Linked DNA regions of Mus musculus: all the other regions are linked to region 1. The links are chromatin contacts, called in public HiChIP or PLAC-seq maps. All regions are on one chromosome and are shown on one strand. Each heading gives the region's core, a stretch centred on a gene start, on an enhancer-like site or on the middle of the called end of the contact. The rest is flanking DNA. Distances are from core to core; before and after follow the strand shown. Region 1 overlaps Gm38464 (a long non-coding RNA gene). Region 2 overlaps Gm32845 (a long non-coding RNA gene). Region 3 overlaps Ptpn1 (protein tyrosine phosphatase, non-receptor type 1).

Region 1 (3,941 bases), core at 765-3,264:
GCACACCAGCAGGCTGTGTGTCCCCAGGCAAGCCTCTTAACCTCTCTGGGCCTCCATCTCTCTTCAGGGAGATAATTGTGCCTCCCACTCAAGGGATTGGTTGGTGAGAATACAACCCAGTGCCTCACGCCTGTCAAATGAATACCTTCCATACGAGAGGCGAGGCGTACTCTGGGAGGTGAGAAGAAAGAGCCGACAGAAGCAAGATGGTGTCCCAGAGGACTAGGGAGGACCCCAGTCCACCACCCATCTGCAGAGGAGAACCTGACCGGCCAGGTCCTCATCGTGAGTGGGAACCTGGCATCAGACACAGGAACAGTCACGTGGGCAAAGGACACAGCCCAGGCGAGTGGCAGGCATGTCTAATCTTTGTGAGCCCTCAGCAAGACCCCCTCATCGCTCACCTTAGAGCTCTCGTCTGCCTCTCACCCAGCGACTACCTTCTGTCACCCGCCGCCCTGTGACAAGCCTTGCTAGTTATTTGTCTCCCTGCCAAGGCCTCAGGCAGCCAGAACAATGTCTGTCCTGTTTCCTCCTGCGGCCCCAGAACCCAGCATGGCACCTGGCACCCTACAGAGGTTCCATCTCCCTGTGCCTCAGTTTCCTTTTTGGGAAAAGCACAGCATAGCAGCACCCACCCCCTAGGCTTGCTTCAAGGAGCCAGCAAGGTGCTCTCCGGAATGTGCAGAGAATGGCCTAAGAGCCACTCACAATGGCCTGTAAAAGAAAAACTACCAGCAAATGCGACTCGGCCACTCTGCGGAGCCATGGCAGTCACAGCGAGGTGGAGCGGTGCTTGCACAAGATGCCCACATCACAGTGATATCTCCACTAAGTGATGTCCCCACTAGGTTTTGGTTTTTGCCTGTTCCCAACAGCATACCCTGATAAATTCTCCACCCACAGACAGTCAACAGAAAGCACACCTCACCCCTCTGTCCCAGCGAAAGCGCGCAGCCTGCCTGCCTGGCTCCTGAGGAGCTGGAGGTGGGCATGAGACTTTAAGTTTCCTGTCTTCTATTTTCTGATCCACCTGGGAGCAGGGCCAGCTGCCGTGATGACATTTCTAAACCCGACTGAGCAGAGGTAGAATTCTAACGGAGTGTGTGTATGCACATGTGTGTGTGTGTGTGTGTGTGTGTGTGAGAGAGAGAGAGAGAGAGCATGTGCATGCATGTATATAAGTATGTGTATATGTGTGCGCGAATATCTATCTGTGTGTCTATGTGTACATGTATGTGTGTCCACATGTATATGTATGTGTGTACATGTGTGTGTATATGGGTGTGTGCACATGCCTGTGTGCATGCATGCATGCATACATGTGAACAACCTCAATATAGGTCCTTTCTTCCACCTTGTTATTCCCAGCTGCTTAGCCCAGGCTAGCTGCTTAGCCCAGGCTAGCTGCCCACCAGCTTCCAGGGTTCTCCTGTAGGAACACAGGAACTGTAGGTATTCTCACCACACATGGCTTTGACATGGGTTCTAGGGATTCAAATTTAGGTCCTTGGGCCTGCCTGGCAAGCATTTTACCCACTGAGCCATCTCCCACACCCTGGAACAATAGCTAGAGACTCCATGAGACTGGATGTATAGCTCTACAGACCTGTGTGTCCTAGAACCCTTGATCTAGGGTCTGGAAACACCTGAGCATTTGGTTCGGAAGGTTCTGCCTTTTGGGTTGTAGGTCTCATAATCTGGGGTTCCTGGCAGTAGGGCCCTGGCTCAGCAAACTTTCAAGGCCTAGGATCTGTGGCTCTGCAGGTCCAGACATTGCCATCTACAGACCCAGACCTCAGAGCTCTCCTTCCCAGAAGCTGACGGCTGGGACTGAGAAAGGGGAAAACCCAGCTGGTCCCACATTCACATCAACGCCAAGCCGGGCAGGTGTCAAACAGCACAGACCTGGCACACGCTCCGGAGTGACACCAAAGCTGGCCGTTCCTGGGGTGCCCAGGCCCATCTCTGGCCAGAGGGTGAGGGGAGGACCTGCCGCCCCCGCCCCCGCCCTGCCCATAGAGTAATCTCATGAGTCACTCCCACCTCATGACCCGCCTGCCTGAGCCGCATAGAGGCCTGTAATTACAGCCACCGCCTCCTCCCAGGTGGGGTCTTATCAGCCCATCACCAGAGCAGGTAGGGAGGAGGGTGCCCGGAGGGGCCTGGCCTCACTATCATGGGATGGGGGCAGCCAGCTCCAGGTGGGCTTTTGGGCCCTCAGAACTCCACTTTCTGTCCAAAACTGAGCCCCACCCTTCCTGGTCTCTATTAAGCTGCTTTTCCATGGATGCCCCCCGCGGCCCAGCCAGGGTACCACAGAGGCCCTCAGGCTTAGTACAGCAATGCCTAGCTGGAGCTGTCAGTCAAACCTCGAAACAGAAGCAAAGAGGAGATGCTGGAGAAAAATTAGGCTCAGAAAGTTCTAGGAGGGAGGTGGAGCAGCCACGGCAAGGTCCCCTTACTACCTCGGGCCCTGGAGGAAGGGACTCTCTACTCTCATTCCACAGATGAGGATAATAGATTTGAGGCTCCTGAGCAGCTGAGGGTCTGGGCAAGGCAGGAGGGATGCAGACAACATGGAAGAAGCCCGCTTTCCCAGCTGGAGGTCTCAGGAGCCACTAGCAATAAAAACATCAGGTAGGAGGCCAGGACACAGGCCAGGAGGAGTATCCGGTTACCTTCAGACCTGTGGGTTCAAACCTCAGCCTGACCCTCTGTGCCTCAATTTCCCCAACTGCAAACAGCAGTGCCAGACTCTTCTGGGTCCTATGTGGGTGTGACAGAGCGTGAGGACAGAGGCTCTATTGCTTCCTCCTGTCATTGGCGGGTCCCTCCTTCCCGGGAGCAGGGCAGGTGGGAGGCTGGGTGTGTCTCAGCTCAGCTAGGGAAGACTTGTACCCCGTCACCACCACCACCACCACCACCCCCGGCCCACGCAGGCCTTAGGGAGGCTGCAGCTGGTCCCAGGCTCATCTGCCCTGAGCCAGGTCCTTAGGAAGAGCACCCCCAGCCCCGATGCCAAAGCCAGCCCAGCTCAAGGTCTGGGTGCAGAGTGATTGATAATAATATCTTCTCTCAGAGCATTCCCTCCCCCAGACCTGCTCAACCAGTCTCCCTAAGGTGCTGGGAAGCCTGACACCTGAACCTTCTATTATCGTCGAGAGAGAGAGAGAGAGAGAGAGAGAGAGAGAGAGACAGAGAGAGAGAGAGAGAGGGGCAAGCAGGGAGCCTGGCTATGTCTGAAGCATTGAGGAGAACCATGATGGCCCACGGGTTCCTTTCATTCCCTGTATCCTGAGCCAGGAGTCCAAGTTCCTGAGCCAAGGACTCTCTGTCCCTTTCCTGATGTGTGCGTGTGTGTGTGTGTGTGTGTGTGTGTGTGTGTGTGTGTGAGAGAGAGAGAGAGAGAGAGAGAGAGAGAATGAGGATAGGAGTGTAGAGTGCGTATGAGTCTAACTCAAGGTCTGTTTTTGCATCCTAACTCTGCCCCTCACTTGCTGTGTGACCTTGGACAAGTCACTCCACCTCTCTGAACTTCTCTTTTCCTGACTGCCAGGAAATTATGGATTCACAGTCAGTAGAATTTGAAAGTCCCAGCTAGGACCCACAGGGACACACCGGGATCCGTTTCTCCAGGGCCAGGGCTGCTCATACCCATTCACTCCAGGATCCCCATGAACTGGGTCTGAGTGCCAGCCAGAGAGCTGGACCACAGACCCTGCTTCTAGACCTCGGATGGACTCCCAACTGTGACCAGACCCAAAACCGAGCAGCAGGCACTGGCCAGGGTCCTGCCCCCAGGCTGAGAAGCCGTCCTGATCTGTGCCTCCTGCTAGAAAGCCCTTCTTCTGTTCTCCCTGGCACCACAGGCCACTCCCTTCTCTGTAGCCTCTCTCTAGCTGACATTTTAATTTTAACCAAAGCTAGAGCACGGTGAC
Region 2 (4,163 bases), core at 586-3,085, 140 kb before region 1:
TGAGGAGCGCCTGGGGTCAGACTGGCTTGCCCCCCTTCACCCCCTGCTGCATCCTCTCGAAACCCCTCTGGTACTGGCACGCGAGGTCCCTCGTCTCCCATCTCTTCTTCCCATCTCTCTCCATCTCTTCTCATACGTCAGCTGCAGCATAACCTCCTCAGGGAAGGCTTCCCTGAGTACCAAGGCACAGCTGGGTCCCAGCAAGGCGTCCTAATCAGCCCCTAGTCTTTCCTACTGCTTAGACATGTCATGGACTTTCCAACACGCCCATAGAAGCCGGGATTGCTCTAGGTTTTGTTCAGGGTTCGAAAGTAATAGCTCATCCCCCTACCCTAGCTCTTAGCCCAAGATCGTTCAGCAGCACGTTGGCTTCCTACTGATTTGTGCTATTCAATGCACACAGGGGAAGGACAGTGAGGGAATGCCCAGCCGGGGATGGGCAACAGGCACCCAGGGAGATGTCTGAACACACAGGGCCCTGGGTAGCAGATTGGAGGAGGAAACACAAAGCCCTGGGGAAGCTGTGAGTGGGGTCTGGAGCTCAGGAGACAGCTCATATAAGGGGGGTGGCTCTTGTCCTGTGGTCCCGGGACCCTTTTGAAAGGTGAATGATTCCTTCACAAGGGCCATCTAAGACCATCAAAAAAATACAGGTATTTGCTTTATGATTCATACCAGTAGCAAAATTACAGTTATGAAGTAGCAACAAGAATAATGTTATGGTGGGGGGTCACCACCACATGAGGAACTGTGTTAAAGGGTCGCGGCATTAGGAAGGTTGAGAACCGCTGATGTAGATTCTTGAGAACAGAGGGCAGGGCGGTGTAGAGGCTTCAACACAGGGCCCAGTGTCTCCCTGAAGTCTGGTGTTGTCCAACTTCTGAGTCCTGGGCATTTGGGGATGGGGTGGGGACAGCCACATCTATCTGACCTACAAAATCCTGGGTCTCAACCTGGGACTGAGGCTGTCACCAGAAAGTTAAGGATGGGGACACGAGGCTAATGGGGGAAGGCAGCCCTCGCAGGGCCATTCTAGAGCTGGCACTGCCCAGTGGCCACTGAATCCCACAGAGAGTTCCTGGTCCCCGTACACAACACAAAACAACCTCCAAGACATTCTCACCAGGCAGCAGGGACTGGATGGGACAGACCCAGGCTCCATCAAACCCCTAGGTATTACCGAACTTGGGGCTCACAACCTTTGCCTCAACTTAGGTTCAGCCACCGGTCTCAGCCAGTTTTAAAGTAGAAAATAGAAAAAGAGCCTTATTCAGTGTGGTCATATCGGGAAGAGGGACAGAGAGATGTAGTGAGCTCCTGCCCAGCTCATTAATGTGAGGAAGATGGCTGTTGAAGGCACAGATGCTCAGTCACTTCCTGTGTGTCTTGTGTGGCCCTCAGAGCAAAGAGACAGATGTGCTGGTGACTGACGGCCATGAGGTGCTGGCACAGGGCTGGTGGGTGGAGGGATAGAGCAGCCACGGCTGCGGGCATAACCATCCCTGGGTAAACAAACAATTTTCCCTCAAGAAGAGGACCCAGAGAGAAAGAGCACTTTAGTGTGGCCAGCATACCCTCTTGCATTTTTTAATCGACTCCCAGAACTCCCCAGCCAGGAAGCTTTTGTTACACTTTCTTGGGAATATGTGAGGCTGGGATGGAAGATTCTGGAAATTTGCCCCACTGACCCAGGAATCTTGGGGCTTGCCACATCCTGGGAACTTGGGCAGAAGAGGTGAAGGCATTTCTCTAGGAAGCAGTCTGCAGTGGTCAGCACTCCGTTATCAGCCGGCCCTCTCCACAGCTTGGCGTGGGTCCCGCATTCCAGGAGCAAAAGGCCTGTCTGGCTTCCAGCTGGAACCGCCTGGGGGCGGATGGTACTGTGCAATGCACCCACCACATGGAAACGGGCCTGGCTGGGGGACAGACAGAGTATGACATCCTGGAAGTGTGTCCTATACCACCTTGGGATGGGCGGATGTGGCTGTTTACTTCAGAGATGGGCAAGGTAGGCGGTCCCCAGATGGAAACGTGGCTGAGGGGACAGAGGGCAAGTAAAAGACTTCCTAGCATGGGTGGGGGGGTCACACTTCTCCTAGAGCCCAGCAGACTCCCTGCCTCCCTAGGGTCACAGACACTGCCAGACACAACCCTGTTGGCAGGCTGGGCCCGATCTTTCTCCGCTGTTCTGGGCACAGGAAGAGGCATATTTGTCCTGGTGTCCTTTCCTAAATAGGGCCGTCAGTGAACACTCCATCACTACCAAGTGTCCCCCAGGGAGGCAGTGTCATCCTGGATGGCCCATGACATTGGGCCCAGGGTGGATTTGCTTTAATATTTTGCAATGGTCAGATGTGGATGTGCCATTCCCCACCATGGTTGCTGGGAGACAGTCAAATTTCTGTATCTGGCACAAGCCCACAGCCAGGTTCTCTGATTCCTAGACAGGAGGCAAGGGATGGGGTGCAAGTTCATGCGTGGACACCAATACCCTTGATGTAAACTCACTTCCCAGGTGGAAGTCCTGGCCCTGGGGTGTCTGCTGGCTAGGGACTGACTCCCAGACAGTGCCTCAGTGGGTGTCTGTGAAATGGGAGGAGCCACTGCAGGTGTGTCCAGGCTGGACTCTCACACTAGATTCTAACACTACATTCTTATGATGCCTAAGGCAAAAATGAAGATTGGGGACAGTACTGCCTGGCCCTTAAGAGACATGGTCTTCTCAGAGTATGAATCCCAGAAGGGCTTCTTGTGGTCTCACTGGCTAGAGCCAGGTCGCAGGAGATGACTGGCAAGCTCTTCCCTTCATCAGACACACAGCTCCAGGCTCTGCCCAGAGCTCCCCAAGTCTGCCACTTGTCACTATCTAAGATGGACATCTAAGTGTGAAGCCCAGAGAAGACTGTTCGCTAGCCCTGGTGATGCAGCTGGTATGGAAGACCTGGACTCCAGGGCTGGTTCCTGAGGGATTTGCACGCAGCACCCCTAGATGAGTTGCTGAGCATAGACTTACACGCTCTAGTGTGTCTCTGTCTATGCAGGACCAGATCCCCAGAGAAAACAGGCTGAGTCAGTCACAAGCATTGTTTGGGCACATAGACAAAGAAGTCATTTCTTGTTAATCTGTAAGTCAAATCCAGCTGTATCCTGTCTCCTTCTTCTTCTCCTCCCCTGCTTGGCTCTCCCCTCCTTTCTAGTTCTCTCTCTCTCTCTCTCTCTCTCTCTCTCTCTCTCTCTCTCTTTCTCTCCTTACCTTTACTAGTGGCTGTACCTTGGGCCTTGTGACTGCTAGACAAGCCCTCTACAACCAAAGTGTCCCCCCTCCCAGGACCTAGCTTCCCAGCTTCATCCTGGCCAGAGTGTCCTCCCAGACCTCCTACCCCTGATGCTCCCACCCCATTATCTACCACATGAGGGTTCTTTTGTCCCCCCTTTTAAGATTGGGTCTCGTTAGTTGACCAGGCTAGCCTTTAACTTCTGATCCTCTCTCAGTCTCTGTAGCAGCTGGCTCTGTATCCTATAATGTCCTATAATGTTGACAGCTCCACAGGTGTTCAGACGCAGGACCTCTAGTGTGACATGAGGTTCAGCCCACTGGGTGACAATCAGCAAGGACTATGAGGAAAGAGGGAAAGGGAATTGTCTTGTTTTTCATGGATTATTCTGTGTGTGCATGTGTGTGTGTGTGTGTGTGTGTGTGTGTGTGTGTGTGTGTGTTCGCAGGGGCATGTGTGTGCACGTGTATGTGCATGTGGAGGTCAAAGGTCCACATGTGGGTGTGTTCCTCTATCTTTCTCCACCTTAGTTTTTGAGATAGCGACTCTCACTAAACCCACTTGGCTATGGGTTGGCCTGCCAGGGAGCTCTGGGGATTTGTCTGTGTCCAGTCAGGTTTCTATGGCGGCGATAAACACCATAAGCAAGAGCAACTTGAGGAGGAAAGGGTTTGTTTCAGCGCTCAGATCATAGTCCATCCCTGCGGGAACTCAGGCCAGGAACCTGGAGGCAGGAACTGAGCAGAGGCCATGGAGGAGCGCCTCTTACTGGCCTGCTCCCCATAGCTTGCTCAGTTTGCCTTTTTATCCAACCCAGACCCACCTGCCCAGGGGTGGTGCCACCCACAGTGGGCTGGACCCTCCCACATCAATCACTAATTAAAAAGA
Region 3 (4,401 bases), core at 1,187-3,686, 210 kb before region 1:
TGTAAGTCTTCCCGGGCTCTCTGACTTCATCCCTTGACAGAGGGGACAGACTGGAGAATCATTGAGCACACACTCAGACACCGGCCACGTAGCACCCTTCCTAACCAAGCCACAGAGTGAGGCAGGCATTAAAACAAGCGTCGACCGTTTCTCGGTATAAGCAAACTTGGGCAGATTTTTCTTTTCATCATTCCCATGGGGCCCATTGGATTCAACTGCCAGCCTGGTCATCAACTAAGGTTCCTGGAAGTCAAGCATGTACACAGGACTGCAGTCCCAGAACTGGGGAGACCGAGGGATAAGGAGATGCGAGGCCAGTCTGGGTTACACAAGGAGACTATAAAACATACCACATGCACACAAAAAGGGTTCTTGGAAATAGCTGAACATAGGACAAAAATATAATCACATTCAGTTGTCTGCGGTGGAAAAATGGTGATGGCGACTTCCAACTTCCTTTAAAGCACAAAGGACTAAGAATGAGGCAGCAGGAAAGCAGGCCTGCCTTGCCTCGGGTGGTTCTACTCTGTACTTTTCAGGCAGGAGATCCCTCTTAGGCCACCGGCCTTCACCTCTATGCTCTGATTTTGTTTGTGACACCACACCAGCCATGTTCCAAATCAAACACCACTTCAACCGCACCACTAACACCAACCTTGAAAAAACGCAGCCTGCCATGCATGGTTCAGGGCCCCAGGGATCAGCACCACACAGCATCCAGAACAGCATAAGGCCATGGGACTGAGGCAAGTAACGAATGCAGACATGATGTTCATCCAAAGAAGAAGTGACCCTCGATCGGCTCCAGGACCAAGGCCAAGAGAGGTCTCACAGCAGGACCCAGGTTCTAAGCTGTGTGGTGCTTCCTCCCAGTTCATCAACAGTCTTACACAGTGCACACAGACAAAGCAAATGACGGTGGGGGGTCCATTTGTGACATCTAGGTAGGAGGTTACAAAGCCAGGCAAAGGTCAAGTCTACAATCCAATCACCCTGATGACCCAGGGAAGCTGTGTACATGTGAGCTCAGGCAGTGGCCACACCAGCAGTAGCTGGGAAGGTGGACTGAAGTCACTGGGGAGCTGGTGAAAAACACTGAGGCTCTATGACCCAACTGTCTTCTGCAAACACTCCCTATCATAGACCTACCATTGGGCTACCACTCAGAGGACCCCAGGGGTATGAAGGTACTGCACAGAACTTGAGCACAAACCTAACTCAAGACAGGGGGTACTATGTTGAACAAGCAGAGTGTGGCAGACCAAAGCTGGGGCCTGATGGCAAAACCCAACCAACAGTACCCACTTTAGACAAGACTCTCAAAAGCAACTTCACACTTGGTAAATTATACATCTCATTTACAACCTCAAAGGGCATTTTCTATTTCTAAAGATGAACAGAGGTTCTTAAAGTTTTAACTGGGGTATTACAAAAATTTAAAGTTTGTGTCCCCTTGTAGCTGAGCAGGATCACAACAAAGCCACAGTGAAGCCCAACACAGACACAAAGCTTCCTTCCATTCTCCCAGGAATGCCAGCCCCCTTCTAGCTCTTCCAGGGATTAAGGAGTTGAGGGCATCAGATGCAGGTTGTGCCGTCAAGCCAGTTCTTTTCACTCCACATGTCACAGACTGGACCCTATGCAACTCCTTAAAGACCCACGAGCAGCCAGGTAATGAAGACTCTGACCCCGGTATCTTCCATCCTTGGGAAGTAGCTGCTCAGAGTGGACAATGAAGGGCAGCCATGCAGACTGAGACTAAAGCTTTGACATGCAGAGTCCTGCTAAGAGTAACCAGAAGCCAAGATGAACAGTGCCCATATGCTAAGGCAGGCGTCTCAGGCAGCCAGCAGAGCCTGTGTGTGGCACACTGCACAATGACCTTGACAGCCTTGCCGAGAGCCCACACTTCAGACAAAGCAGAGTGACTTGCAGGGACAGCAGAGTGTCACTAAGCAAAGGAGTGGGTGTGGAAACAATCTCCCAGGCTCCTACCTGGGAGGCTCTGGTCACTACCTCAGAGCACTGAGAAGGCCACCCCTGAAATGGAGCCAAGGGTAGAACACAGGCAGTGCCCTACATTCAAAACGCGTCTTTCTAGAAACGGAGCCTTAATGGTGAAGGACACAAAATGGGCTGTGAACAGAAGACTAAAATTAGCACAGACCACGAACACACTCATCGTTTCCTTTATGATCAGTCTACACTAACACCAGTGTGAAGAGCGTCTGCAAACGTTGGAAGGGAAGCTTAGCTCTGCCCAGAAGGGCCCCGGACACTGAATGGACACTGCCAAAGGGTAGCGATTAGCCAAAGGCAGCCATTAGGGCCCCATTTGCCCAGTAAATAAACAGCCTGTTCCACACAGTTCTTCAGTGGTTAGAGAACCGCCACCCCCTCACACTGAAGACAGGAAGTTGTGGAGGATGGCCCACACCCATCTCCAGCTGCATGGCAACAGAGGCTGGGAAATGCCCCGCTCCCTTACCTCCTGAGGCCTCTCTACCAAAGCCAGGCACCTCTACCTTTCAAAGGCAACAACTTCCAACAGTGTCACTGGCAAGACCACGGTAATGCCAACAAGGGTGGAGCAAGGCTGAAGAACAGCCCTTCACAAAAAGCCTTTGCTTGCTAACCTTTGGCGTCTCACAGCGATTCCCTCTGCAGTGTAACTGCTTTTGATTAATTTTGTGATGGGTTTATTTGGGGTGAGGAGAGATGGTTCAAGTTTACAAAGGAGGAAACAAGAAAACAGAATCTGCCATCTGCTCCTGGCCAGCTTCAATGCTGTCACTCAAACCGGCTGAGCAGTCTCAGTGGCGGGGAGAAGAACAAGAGAGAGGAGCAGAGGTGGACAGCTCCCTATGCTGGGAACAGAAAGCAGCAAACCGTCCATGGCACAGACACAGCTAGGATTTACCCAAGAGAAAGAAACACAGGAGACGGAGCAGGCATGAGCTGGCAGCCAGCCTGCCTCCCACACTGCATTTCTCATGAGGTCAGAACACTCAATTCTGAAGTAGCATGAGCAGCAGCAGCTGGCTGTGGCCCAGACTGCACTCTCCAGAGCTGCTCTAACATGCACAGAGACCCTGGTGGTATGAACACTCACTATCTAATCTGAGGTAACTTACTCAAATCACAGTCAATTAGGCTTCCACTATGTAAGTAGTTGCTCACATGCAATAAAGTCGATGCTGTGCCCTGAAACTGTCTCCAGACTGGCTTATCTCTGCGCCCTTTACAGACCCACGGGCACTGTTGTCTTGTCAGGGACACCCTGGCACAGATGGCAATCTAGGAAGGCACATGATTGGGACATAGAACCCTTTGGAACCCAGCTTCAAGAGACAGCAGATTCTCTAGTTCTGGAGAACTGTGCGCCTGCTGGTACTCAGATCAGGCTAAACCACCTGCTGAAACTAGGGCTGCCACGAGGATAGCTTCCTCCTCAGCGGCATACAGCCCCACCCCACCTGCAAGGTGGCAGGAGTCGGAGTCAGGCACTGGAGAGCAATCCCAGCAGGGGTCTCACTCAATCACAGAGGAAACACAAAAGGCAGAGCAACAACCAAAGTAATCACTACAAGAAAATGCCCTCCTGGCAGAGACCCCAGGAGCACTGAGCACCTGCTGCTCTCCTGCAAGACTGCAGTAGTGCCCAGACCCAAAGCCAGCTCACTCCTATCTGTAACGCAGGCAGCAGGGAATCCTATGCCCTCTTCTGGCCTATATGTGAGCCGGCACACACATATGTATACCTGTATCCAGACACCCAGACAGAACGGACACAGAGACACACACAGACACAGACACACACAACTTGTGTGTGTGTGTGATGAAAAAAGCATCCATCACCATTGGCCGTTCTCTCCCAGGTCCCCCTTAAGTGCAAAGCCAGTCACACACATTTAGCTCAGGGAGGGTCTATTTTGCTTTCATCCTATTGGGAGTAAAAGACACCCTACTGGGACTGCAAAGCAGACACAACCCACACTGGAGGAAAAGACCCCAACAGCTCCTTTGGGGTGGGTCACTGCCATGCACTCAGTGCAGTCTGTTTACTTTTCAACTGGATGAAGCTGTGCTCAGAAGTGACTCTATGTGAGATGCCCTTAGGTAGCACACCTCTGAAGAGAGCTGTCACTTGGGGTAGTCACTGGCATGTGCCTTCTTGTAGGTACCTCTGCAGCAGCACATGTCTTTCAAGAGGCCAGTCTGCTCAAAATGAACAAAAACAAGCTACTGGCTGAAACCCTGTCATTTTTAAGTAAGCCTCCTCCTTGGGAAGAGGTGTGCTAGGCGGTGAGATGGCTTGGTGAGCAAAAGCACCCCTGCCAGCTGGTGACCCAGGTTCCATCCCCAAGACTTACGAGGTAGAAGGCGAGAACCGACTGATTC

What was found. HiChIP or PLAC-seq counts read pairs in DNA pulled down with a chosen protein or histone mark.
Region 2: an HNF4G HiChIP or PLAC-seq map of pancreatic cancer cells shows a contact between it and region 1. The contact joins two enhancer-like sites. A contact is called at or near these places in 8 of 484 Hi-C or Micro-C datasets (the G1E-ER4 cell line, Sertoli cells, bone marrow-derived macrophages and 4 more) and 3 of 115 datasets of contacts at active chromatin or transcription factors (the HPC-7 cell line, cardiomyocytes and pancreatic cancer cells).
Region 3: a contact with region 1 is called in a FOXA1 HiChIP or PLAC-seq map of pancreatic cancer cells. The contact joins two enhancer-like sites. A contact is called at or near these places in 3 of 115 datasets of contacts at active chromatin or transcription factors (bone marrow-derived macrophages, pancreatic cancer cells and stem cell-derived neural progenitor cells) and 2 of 9 other capture datasets (adipose tissue and liver).

The regions. Positions count from the first base shown.
Region 1 is chr2:167,729,389-167,733,329 of GRCm38.p6, reverse strand. All of the region lies in intron 2 of Gm38464 (a long non-coding RNA gene), which reads right to left. Among named protein-coding and RNA genes, the nearest start is that of Gm38464, 6.1 kb to the right of the region's middle. Within about 2 kb of position 2,014, at least 27 of the 459 cell types and tissues checked have an H3K27ac peak or open chromatin away from gene starts, as enhancers often do. A contact at or near this core is called in pancreatic cancer cells, where this site is marked.
Region 2 is chr2:167,864,638-167,868,800 of GRCm38.p6, reverse strand. Gm32845 (a long non-coding RNA gene) reads right to left here. Exons shown (of 8, transcript XR_375289.3): 8 at 820-1,916. All of the region lies in intron 1 of Gm33033 (a long non-coding RNA gene), which reads left to right. Among named protein-coding and RNA genes, the nearest start is that of Gm32928, 6.4 kb to the left of the region's middle. Within about 2 kb of position 1,835, at least 68 of the 459 cell types and tissues checked have an H3K27ac peak or open chromatin away from gene starts, as enhancers often do. A contact at or near this core is called in pancreatic cancer cells, where this site is marked.
Region 3 is chr2:167,940,981-167,945,381 of GRCm38.p6, reverse strand. All of the region lies in intron 1 of Ptpn1 (protein tyrosine phosphatase, non-receptor type 1), which reads right to left. Among named protein-coding and RNA genes, the nearest start is that of Ptpn1, 11 kb to the right of the region's middle. Within about 2 kb of position 2,436, at least 281 of the 459 cell types and tissues checked have an H3K27ac peak or open chromatin away from gene starts, as enhancers often do. A contact at or near this core is called in pancreatic cancer cells, where this site is marked.